2 separate regions of the Ovis aries genome follow, and region 1 is linked to region 2. Evidence: chromatin contacts called from public Hi-C data. All regions are on one chromosome and are shown on one strand. The core of a region is the stretch at or near the end of the contact, and the rest is flanking DNA. Distances in the headings are between cores, read along the strand shown.

Region 1 (4,760 bases), core at 8-2,507, 310 kb before region 2:
AGGCCCTCTGGGGTGGCCTCGCCTGAGGAGTCAGGGTGGGAGACAACTGCTTTGGGCCTCAGTCCCGGATGGAAGGGAGTGATGCTACCTTTGCCAGGCCCAGAGCCTGTAGCCTTGTTCTGTGTCTGTGATGATCCACCATAGCCACCCTTGCTGTAGTCTCCGGCTGCAGTGCCGGGGGTCAGGTCGTCATAACCTAGCGTGGCAGGGACAAGAGGCGTGTGTGAGCTTGGTGAGCCAGTCCTGCCCGTGCCTCTCTGGGCTGGGAGCGCCCCTCACCTGTGCCGTAGCTGTGCTGGCCGTAACCACTGGCCTGCTGGAAAGGGGTGCTGGGGGTGCTGAGGCTCACACCATGCTGCTTAGCTGAAGCCGGAGGGACCTGGGTGAGGGAAAAGCAGCAGAGGCATTAGTGGAGAACAGAGTGAGGGGAGAAGGTCGCCCAGCTCAGCCTCGGGCAGCAGGTGGCACAACCACCAGGAACGTGTCATTACTAGTGCCACACCCGCTAGGTCTCCAAGTAGATGAAACAGGAACCCCAGCCTTGACCCATTCTTCAAGGCCAGGTGAGCCCAAGTGGGGACCTGTCCCCCCTCCCTGCTTCTGCTCCCTGGAGCTGGAGGAACACCCCCACCGATACTCACAAACATGGTGGGCCCATACTGGAAGGCACTGGGCACGCCTGTGTAGTAGGGGAGGCCAGTGTAGCTGTAGCCAGGCGGCAGGGCGGGACTCAGAAAGGGCTGCTGAGCTGTGTGGTGGGCCTGGGACTGGCTCTGCTGTGGCTGAGCCAGGGTGGTGGGGGGTGCAGGGGACGCAGAGTCACCTCGGCCAAACTTGGTGACATCACCTAGGGGAACAGGGGCACTGATGCAGTCCCCACCCCTCATCCCAGCAGGAGGAAAAAGTCAGACAGGCCCCTGCAAATAGGAACAGGGCTGGCTGCTGGCTCAACAACAGGAAGCTGGCAGGTCTCTGCAGCCCTTCCATTTGTTTCCAGGCTCCTGGGATGGGCCACGGGCCAGCCCTTTGAGCAGCCCCTACTCCTAACCCCCTGAAGACGACTAACCTGAATACGGGTTATTAGTGAGGCTCCCATCTCGACTGGCGAGGGCTGGGGGTGTAGCGAAAGGGATCCCATAGTAATCCTAGGAGAGACCAGAGGCTCGGTCAGCGGAATGGCCTCACCCGTTCCTAGGACTGAGGGCCCGGCAGGCAGCTGGGTGCTCCAGGGAAGGCCACGTTCCTGACTGGACCACCAGAGGGCAGCACTCGGGAAATAAAAACAAATGGTGCCCTTTAGAGTTGTGGTAGCCACGCAGCACGCAGACTCACTGACCAGTCCCTCAGCCTTCCCCGGCAGAGCCACTGGATCCCAATCACACAATATGATCCTGGGCTGAAGATGCTGTGGATTTCCTTGGAGATTTCCTGGCAATAAAGCCAGTGGATCCAGAGGAGGGTGTGGGTGCTTTTCCGGGACACTGCTGCCTATGAGGAAAGCAGGAGGGCTTTCCCTCAGCTCAGAGGCCCCAGGTGCAGAATGTCGAGGACTGGCAAAGCCCTGGGTGTTAAGGGTCAGGGCGGGCCTCCCCTCCTCCACAGGGCTTCACTGTGTTTCACCTCTGCGCACACACTTCGAGCTCTTGTGCAGTGTCCGGGCTGTTAGGATAGAGGGCTGGTCTCTCCTAGCTCAGGACTGACGTGTGCCTGCCTGTAATTGCTGCCCTGACCTGTTAAACCCTTGAGGCTCCTCCTCCCCCCCTCAGGTTTCTACTTGTCCAGGTAACTTTCCTAGCTGTCCATTAGAGTCCCTCTCACTGGAGAAGGCACTGAATTCATTTGGCCCATGACCCTCAGCAGCATCCACCTGTGACATAAAATGGCTGAGAGGAGGGGGTGCTAGGAAAGCACAGCTGGTACGGTTCAAGTGGGGACAGGCCTGCAGGAAACCCAGGAGGCGGTGCTCTTTCACAGAAGAAAACCCGAAGATGGAAACGAGCAAAAACACACCAGAGCCTAGGAAACGACCAAGGGGAAAGAGAAATCTCTACCTCGAAAGGCAGGCTTACAAGCGATTTCTTCTAAGGCACAAAAAGATGAACGGAGTATGAAGCAGGACGACTCCCGGGCCTGGAATCCCACCAAGCCACTCTGAGTGGCCTGACCCAGCGCCACACAGACTCGTCTTTCAGAACCAGCTCCCACGTTCCATCCCTGAGGCCCTGGGGCTGCGAGGTTTCCTGAGTGTCAGGAGGACCTGGGCCGCGTTTCCTGATTTCCCTGCGAAGCCCTAGGGCTTAAGGCATCCCCAGAAACCCCAAGTTCTGTTTTACACCATAGAAATCTGCCAGGACGTCCTCAATACCTTTCTGGGCCCTCTGGGGATGTGGGCAGAAAGCCCCACAGGCCCTCAGGCAGTAGCATGGGTTTGCAGTGGCTGCTGGTTTGCACACTGGGGAAGAGCAGCCCAGCTCCAAGCCTCAGGAAATACTCCAGCAGATGAAAGAGTCTCCCAAGAGAAACAAGCTTCAGCCACTGGGCCCGGTGCCCACAGCTCCCTAAGCTCTCTGCGGTCAGCCCAGAGCAGGCAACACTACTTGTGGAGGCCACCTCACCCTGCACAGAGTGTCGGGGTTGGGGGGCAGGGGGCACTCCACTCCAGTCTTCAGTCTGACAAAGGACACCTCACCTTCACTTGGGGAAAAGGAAAGCCCGTGCCCAACAGAGCTGACATCAGTGTCCAGATAGCATTACTCCCTGACAACGTGACAGATGCCCAGACCGCTGAGAATGAGCAGGAGTCTGCTCAGCAGCAGACCAAGAAGGGGGCGGCAGGACAGGAGCCTGCAGGCTGTCCAGACAGGGCGCATGCCTCCTCATGTCCCGCTCCTGCACTGCATCCTGTTCATGCGGCCACATCCCAGAGTGCCTCATCCTGGGAGCAAGGGCCGAGACAGACAGGCAACACTGACCTCAGAGTGAGGCTGCAGCAATCAGAGAGAACCCAGGGCCAGCAATCTTACAAACAGATGGCAGGCTACACCTGGAAGGGCCCTTTGCTCCAGCCACTCACTCCAAAGAATGACACTGCCATCACCGATGGCCACTGCAGAAGCTAGACACTAGATGGCACTCTGAAGGACAGGACTTTATAAAAAGCCTAGGGACAGGCAAGTAACCCCATATCCTGGTCGGTTGTTTTGTTTTTAATGGGGGGAGGCTTAAGGGGAGAGAAGGACCCACATTTGCTAGAGGCACTGCCTACTGGGGCCCAGGTCCCAAAGAACTTCAAGGTGCCCAGACTATAGCTGCTCCAGGCACCACCATCACAGCAGCTTTCCCAGCTGCGGTGCTGAGGGAGTCCTCAGGCGGGACGTGTCCCGAGGGCCAGCCAGCAGGTAGGGTACGTGAGACTCAGAGCCTGAAGCCCCCAGCCTCCCCCAAACCCCACTCACCATTGGCAGCCGTGACTGCAGCATCTGGAGCTCGTCATAGCCGTAAATCTGCTTGGGGACACAAAAGCTGTAAGAGGCCACAGGCCACCCCATATGGGGCCAAAAACAAGGCTGGAGGTGGAGGACACATGCAGGAAGGAGATGGGGACGAGCTGCTGTGGGCAGATGCCCCACCTTGACTGAGTCCAGCTAGAGAAAGGCCCAGGGTCTGAGGGCAGAGCTGCCCTCAGGGGCAACGGGGGCAACTCAAGACCCCCCAAGGCCAGCTGGGCTGAGGGAAGCCGGGAGTGCTCACCGGGTAGGCAGGAAGCAGTCCTCCGGGGCCCACGAGGTACTGGTTGTGCAGCAGGGGAGGCACCCCCTGAGGCAGGTTAGGGGGCGCTTTGCCTACAGGGCAAAAATCAAATGAAGTAATGCGGCCCCCACACGAGTACAATTCCTCAGCTTCTGGGGCATAGCAGAACGCAGCAGACTGGGTAGCCCCAAGACAGGGACAGGCTGGGCCGCAGGGGGTGAGCTGCTGGCAAACCACTGTCGGCTGGGCCCACGCAGCCTGCCCAGGTCTGGCTGATGGGCAGTCACACAAAGTGACCAGGAGCAGCCCATGAGAGCTGCCCCCTCATCTCAGCTGCAGGGATGAGTGAGGGCAGGAAAGAATGGACCACTCCAAGCAGAAAGGCTGCCGGAAATCCTGTCCAGGGAGCATCCTCCCTGGCAAAACTGATTTCACCATCAGCCAGGATCTGGCCCCCACCCCAATCCCAGCTCTGGAAGAACCAGGCCTCAGGAGGTCAGTGGGACAGAAAAGAACCCCACAGGGGCTGAGCCGGACACAGCTGTGCGCTTTCAATGCCTGTGAACCCCCATGGCTGCCCACCGGGGCCTCCTCCCAGGCCACGGGGACACACCTGAGGTCATCAAAGGCGCAGCCCTGGTGCTGCTGCTGGGGGCACTCCCGGGGGCACTGCCCAGGCACAGGCTGTTGACCGTGTTCATGCCGCTCGGCAAGCTGAGCCCTGAGGACACGGCGCTCGAGGCGGAAGTTGCTGCCGTTGAGAAGGTGGCCGAGGGCTGTAGGGAAGGGGCGCTGTCCACGCTGGCGTGCTGGCAAAACAGAAAAGCCAGGGCACATGGATCTAGGGGCAGAGCAGAGAATGCACGAGGACTGGCCTGGGCTGTGGGCCTATGGCCTCAGGCTGACCTGTGTGCTCGCCTTGGCCCCTCACTGAAGCCATGGGGACACAATTGGTCAGCTGAGTATCAAGACCACCACAACTGAGATTTATGACCAAAAATCGTCCTAAA
Region 2 (5,219 bases), core at 2,713-5,212:
CATGAGTGGTGAGGGAGCGACCAGCATGGGAGGGACAAGGGAGTGGGTGCCGAGATCTGCAGGGGGACCTGGTGGAGGCCCCTCCAGCTCTTGAGAGCCCAGCCACCCCATACCAACTCCACTCTAAGACACCGCTGTCCTCTCAGGGCCTGCAGCTGGCTTGTGGCAGGCCAGGTATAGCTGTAGCTGGCTCCTCAGACTCTGGATGCACTTGGACTTCAGAACCATGATTTCATCTAGCTGAATCACAAAACCTTCAAAATCCTGAGAAAGGAAACAAAGGTCAAATGGAGCTTTTGCTGTTACTGGCCCTCTGTCATATCTGCTTTTCTAATCCCTTCTCTTGCAGGAGGATTTCAGAGCCCAGGCCCTTTCTCCAGTTGGAAAACCTGCAGGATAGTCACCATGGCATAGGGTGGGCCCCCTTCTCTACAGAGAGGTATCTGCAGGGCACAAGGGTGTTTTTCTAGAAGTACCTCTGGTCTGCATAAGGCAAGTCACTGTTACCATCACAGGGAGGGGCCTCCAATAAGCCACTAGGAAGGCAGAATGGCAAGGAGAGAGGCTGGAAACAGTGGCCTGGGAATGGGGAGTGTCACGCCATCTCCCACCTGTCCTTGCGCCCCTCAAGCCAGCTCAGAGGAGTGGCAAGAGAAGGCTCAAAGCCTCAACAAAGCTACAGTGTGGCAGCACACCCTTTCTGCACACACTGCAGGAAACAGGGATGACTATCAAACTAGCTGGACTTCCCTGGTGGCTCCGTGATAAAGAACAGGCCTGCCAATTCAGGAGACGTGGGTTCAATCCCTGGGTCGGGACGATCCCCTGGAGAAGGAAATGGCAACTTAACTCCAGTATTCTTACCTGGAGACTCCCATGGACAGAGGAGCCTGGTGGGCAACAGTCCATGGGGTTGCAGAAGAGTCAGACATGACTTAGTGACTAAATAATGTCAAACTAGCTGCAGGCTAAGTCCCAACAGCCCTGGAGGCTCCAGCCAAGACCACTTACAGTAGGAGCCAGCTGGCTCATCAGGGTCTCCTCCTTGAAGCCCAACTCAGCCATTTCATCCAGCTGTTCCTGGTGTGCTTGGATGACCACCTGCCTGGGAAGCAGAAGGGATGCTGTGAGCCTTGGGCCTCCCATCTCTCATGGGCAGCTTTCTGGAACTAAGCCTCATCTCTAGGCCAGGAGCTGCTGCTTCCCAAAGAGGTCGAGGCTTTGATGGGAATGAGCTCCCCACCATCTCCTGCCTCTTCACCCGTTCTTTTAAGGGCTTGTCAAGGGACTAGGGAGTAGCCATGAGGTACTGGGAAGAGACAGTGGCTTTGGGAGCCGCCCCCCAGGGCCTCCCGGGTTCACTGAAAGACAGGGCTGGATGCTGCTGCTCCGCTGGAGCTGCTCACAGCTTCCTTGCACAGAAGCTAAAGGCTATGCCACTGCAGCCCGCACGTGGCACAAGGTAGAGCCTGCCACCTAGCCTGCGGGCATTTCTCCTCTCTGTGGGGAGTTCAGGGACCACAGCAAAGGGGTCTGGGCTAGAAGCTGGAGGATCTGCCTTCTGTCAGACCCCCTTATGGGTAGAGACCACACAACAGCATGATTGTCCCCTGGCTATAGGTGGGCTCCTGCCCTGGACATCCCTGCATGCCCTTCTCTTTGCCCAAGGCCCAGGCCAAGCCCCAGTGAGCAGGCAGACAGCTGGCCCTGGGAATCGAGCCAGAGTGGAGGGCTGCGGCCTCACAGAGAAGCATCTGTTGCCACCCTGCCGTCCTGCGCCTCTAGCCCTCGAGCCCCGCTCCTTTCACATCCTCTAAGGCTGTCTTATTCTGCTGTACCATCCAGCCTCCTCTGAGGAAAGCAGCACAGTCAGCAGCCCGTTTCCTACTTTGCCATCCTGGAAGGTGCCTAGAATGCTGGGGCTCTGGGGGCACAGTCTGCTGCTTCTGTGTCCTGGGACAGCACTTCCAAGAATACATACCCACCAGAATGAAGAGGATTCTGGTCTCACTTCGGGTCTCAGGCTTGGTCACGGGATCAGATCCTCCCTTCTCTCCCTCACATCTAGCTTTCCCAGGCTGAGGGGCCACCCATCCTGGCAGGCCTGCTCCAATACATTTTACTCCTACTGCTCATGTCAGATGCATCTAGGCAGGCTCCCTTGAAAAGGTGGACAAAGCCTGTCTCTGAGCCAACCATAGTTATTCCCAGAACAGACAATAAGCTGGCATGGGAGTAGGGATGCCAAAGGGCCCAAGCCTAGGTAGGAGAGTCCAACTTACTGTGCATGTCCCAGGGCAGGCTGACGGAGTGTCCCAGCGATCTTGGGAGAGCAGCTGGCCACCAGCGGAGAGCCTGGCCTTGCTAAGGACCTTGGGATTGGCCTATGTTTGAGCCATGCAATGTCCTCATTGTAGCAAGACAGTGTGATGGGGTCTGTGGAGAAACCCAGTTCCAGCCAGCTGGGCCCAGTGAGCTGCTTTCTCTCCTGGGCCCCAGGCTGGTCAGCCACATCACTATTTCCTGCTCTGGGGGTGAGTGTAGGCCCAGCGTGAGGTCCTCCAGGATGTAAGGTGAGGAAGGGCTTTCCCAGGAAACCCTGGGAGCTGTCCAGCTCTGTCTCAGCATTGGCATAACGGTGCCCCCGGGAGAAAAGTGCGGTCCCTCTGCTCTGGCAGGCCTCCCCCGGGTCAGCCTCTCCGCTGGGCAGCTCGTCAGGTGGGCGCTGACGGATGGGTGATGGGGACAGAGCTGGAAGACTGCCCCCAGGCTTGTCGTCGGGGGGAGATGAGGAGAGCCACAGGTGCTCGGTTGCCGAAGATGTTGGCAGGACCGCCTCTGGATCACCCGATGACACTGCACGGCTCACTGCTGGCCCCTCTGTGTCCACTGCCATGAGACCATGCGCAGTTCCATCCTGGGCCGGCTGCTCCCAGGAAGGAGCCCCCCCATCATCCAGGCTCTCCAGGAGGGACATGGTGAGCGGAGCCATCAGTCCGGAAGCATACTCAGAGCACGTGCCTAATTCACCATTAGAGTCTTCTCCTTGGAAAGGGTTACTGTTTTTCCTTGGTCTGGTCTCCAGAATTGGGCTGTCTTCACTGACTTCTCTCAGGGGTGTGCTCACTGTGTCTCTCTGGTCTGGGGATCCAGGAACTGCGATGTGGGATAGTGAGCAAGTGAAACCATCTTCCTCCAGGGATGGCAAGCTGCCCTCGGCCTGCCCAGGAACCTCACTTCTGAAGGCTTCCTGTCTGAGGTCAAAAGCAGGGCCGCCACCTCCTTCCCGATCATACACAGAGTCCACCTGTGAGCAGTAAGGCTTCCCTGCCAGGTCTTCTCTGGGAGGAGGCCCTGAGGAGCCTGAGTCCTCCTCTCCGCTCCAGTCCAAGGGCACCTGACCTGGGCTGCGGCTGTGATTGAGTGTTATCCTTCTGTGGCCTGCGGGGTCCCTGGAGTACACCCAGCTTCTAGTTACACCCTCCTTGTCACCATCTGGGCTGAGAAACAGACTCTGCTGCCTTTCAGCCACCTGCTCCTCAGGACCTTGCTCCCTCTGATGAAGGAAGAACGAGCCTTCGCTGTTCTCCGGGCTCTCTCCCTGCTTTGTGGTCCTCTGACAGGAGACATGTGAAAAAGAATCTTCACTGAAGTCGCTGTCATCAGGGTCCTCGGCTTGAGGGACTTGGGCTCCATCATGACTCTCAGCACGATGAGGGTGGAAGGGAGGAGGGATGTCACTCTGGAGCTGCCCTTCTGGGGGCCGGGACCGGCATAAAAACCTTTCCAGGGGTTGGTACTGTAACTTCTGCTGGAGGAGAGGTGGCTGCTGGAACTGCTGGTGGTAAAAGCGCAAATGCTCCTCCCTCGCCGCCTGCTGCGCAGGGATGTTGGTCCAGGCTTCAGAGGCAGGCCAGCTTGGCGCGCCCTCCTTGCTGCCCTGACCGTACTCCGCTAAGCGCTGGGCACTGCCAAAGGAGAGCTCGCCTCGAGACACAAGCTGCTTCTGCACAGGCTGCACAGTCTGCACTTTCTTGCACCGGGAGGGTGGCTTACCATGGGCCAGGTCCCCTCCTGGGCCTGGCGCCCTGCTTCCCCAGCCTAGGGAGGTTTTGTTGCCAATTGGGTTTTTCTCAGAGCATAATGCAGCTGATTCTTCTGCCCTTTTTATGGCTACATGTCCAGACAGCACGGTTCCTTTGCTAGAGCTAGTCTGAATGACCCACTCTCGGGGAGGACTCCCTCGAGAGCCACCCTCTTTGCCAGGAACCTTAGGTATAGAAGCAAAAGGGATATTGGCTGGGTGACTAGCCAGAGGATGGGCCTTCCCTCTCATGGAGCCAGATGGCACTGTGAGCGGCTGCTGAAGCCCCAGCTTGACTTTTTTGGGAGAACATTTGTCCCCTGGCAGGGCCACAGGAGAGCTCTGAATTCGTTTTGGAGAAGAGTTAGAGTTTCCAGATGTTCGATTTCGACTGTTAGCTGGCGTACAACATTTAATGCCTTTCTTTAGTTCTTTGACCCTGTAAATGACCATTTTATGTTAATGTACATTCCTGGGATTCCATTCCTATAGCTTTCAGAGAAAACAAAAACCAAAGAAAAGTATTACAAGAACTGGGAATTATTTTTTCATCTGGGAGAGAATAAAGGAAAGAATAAAGAGGATATTCTATTTCAACATGAAATACGTCACTTTACTTGAACAAAGATCGGTGTCTTCTCTGAGGATATTAGCATGCATCCAATATTCCATGATCAGGAGAGTTTTTTTTTAACAAACTGAAGGTTCATAGCAACTCTGCATGAGCAAGTCTATCAGTGCCACTTTTCCAACAAGATTATTTTTAAATTAAGGTAGGTACATGTTTTTTAAAAACATAATGCTGCTGCACACATGATAAACTCCATAGTATAGTGTAAATATAAGTTTTACATGTACTGGGAAACCAATCTGAGACTTCAGTGCGATTTATCACAGTGGTCTGAACCAAAGTTGCAGTATTTCCGCAGTATACCTGTATTCTTGTCTGGGAAATTCCATGGATAGGAACTTGTGTAGTCCAGGGACCACAAAGAGTCAGACACGACTGAGCATATGCCTATAATATTACTATCGTTGTTGAAGTTAACATATATGAGTGTTCACTCTGTGCCAGGTGTGGCCCTAAGCCCTTCACACATGTCACCTCACTGAATCCATGTAACTGTTACATTAG

Evidence for each region. A called contact is a pair of places that touch in the nucleus more often than the background predicts.
Region 1: a contact with region 2 is called in a Hi-C map of hypothalamus, with 4 times the contacts expected there. The contact joins two enhancer-like sites. A contact is called at or near these places in 3 of 16 Hi-C or Micro-C datasets (hypothalamus, liver and muscle).

The regions. Positions count from the first base shown.
Region 1 is chr2:37,580,373-37,585,132 of ARS-UI_Ramb_v3.0, reverse strand. UBAP2 (ubiquitin associated protein 2) reads right to left here. Exons shown (of 28, transcript XM_060409145.1): 19 at 4,364-4,559; 20 at 3,751-3,842; 21 at 3,456-3,503; 22 at 1,067-1,145; 23 at 642-847; 24 at 280-379; 25 at 89-196. Among named protein-coding and RNA genes, the nearest start is that of UBE2R2, 110 kb to the left of the region's middle. Within about 2 kb of position 1,257, at least 17 of the 54 cell types and tissues checked have an H3K27ac peak or open chromatin away from gene starts, as enhancers often do. A contact at or near this core is called in hypothalamus, where this site is marked.
Region 2 is chr2:37,274,029-37,279,247 of ARS-UI_Ramb_v3.0, reverse strand. It overlaps KIF24 (kinesin family member 24), which reads right to left. Exons shown (of 12, transcript XM_060410868.1): 10 at 2,283-4,523; 11 at 1,012-1,105; 12 at 1-264. The coding sequence ends at 124. Among named protein-coding and RNA genes, the nearest start is that of KIF24, 66 kb to the right of the region's middle. Within about 2 kb of position 3,962, at least 8 of the 54 cell types and tissues checked have an H3K27ac peak or open chromatin away from gene starts, as enhancers often do. A contact at or near this core is called in hypothalamus, where this site is marked.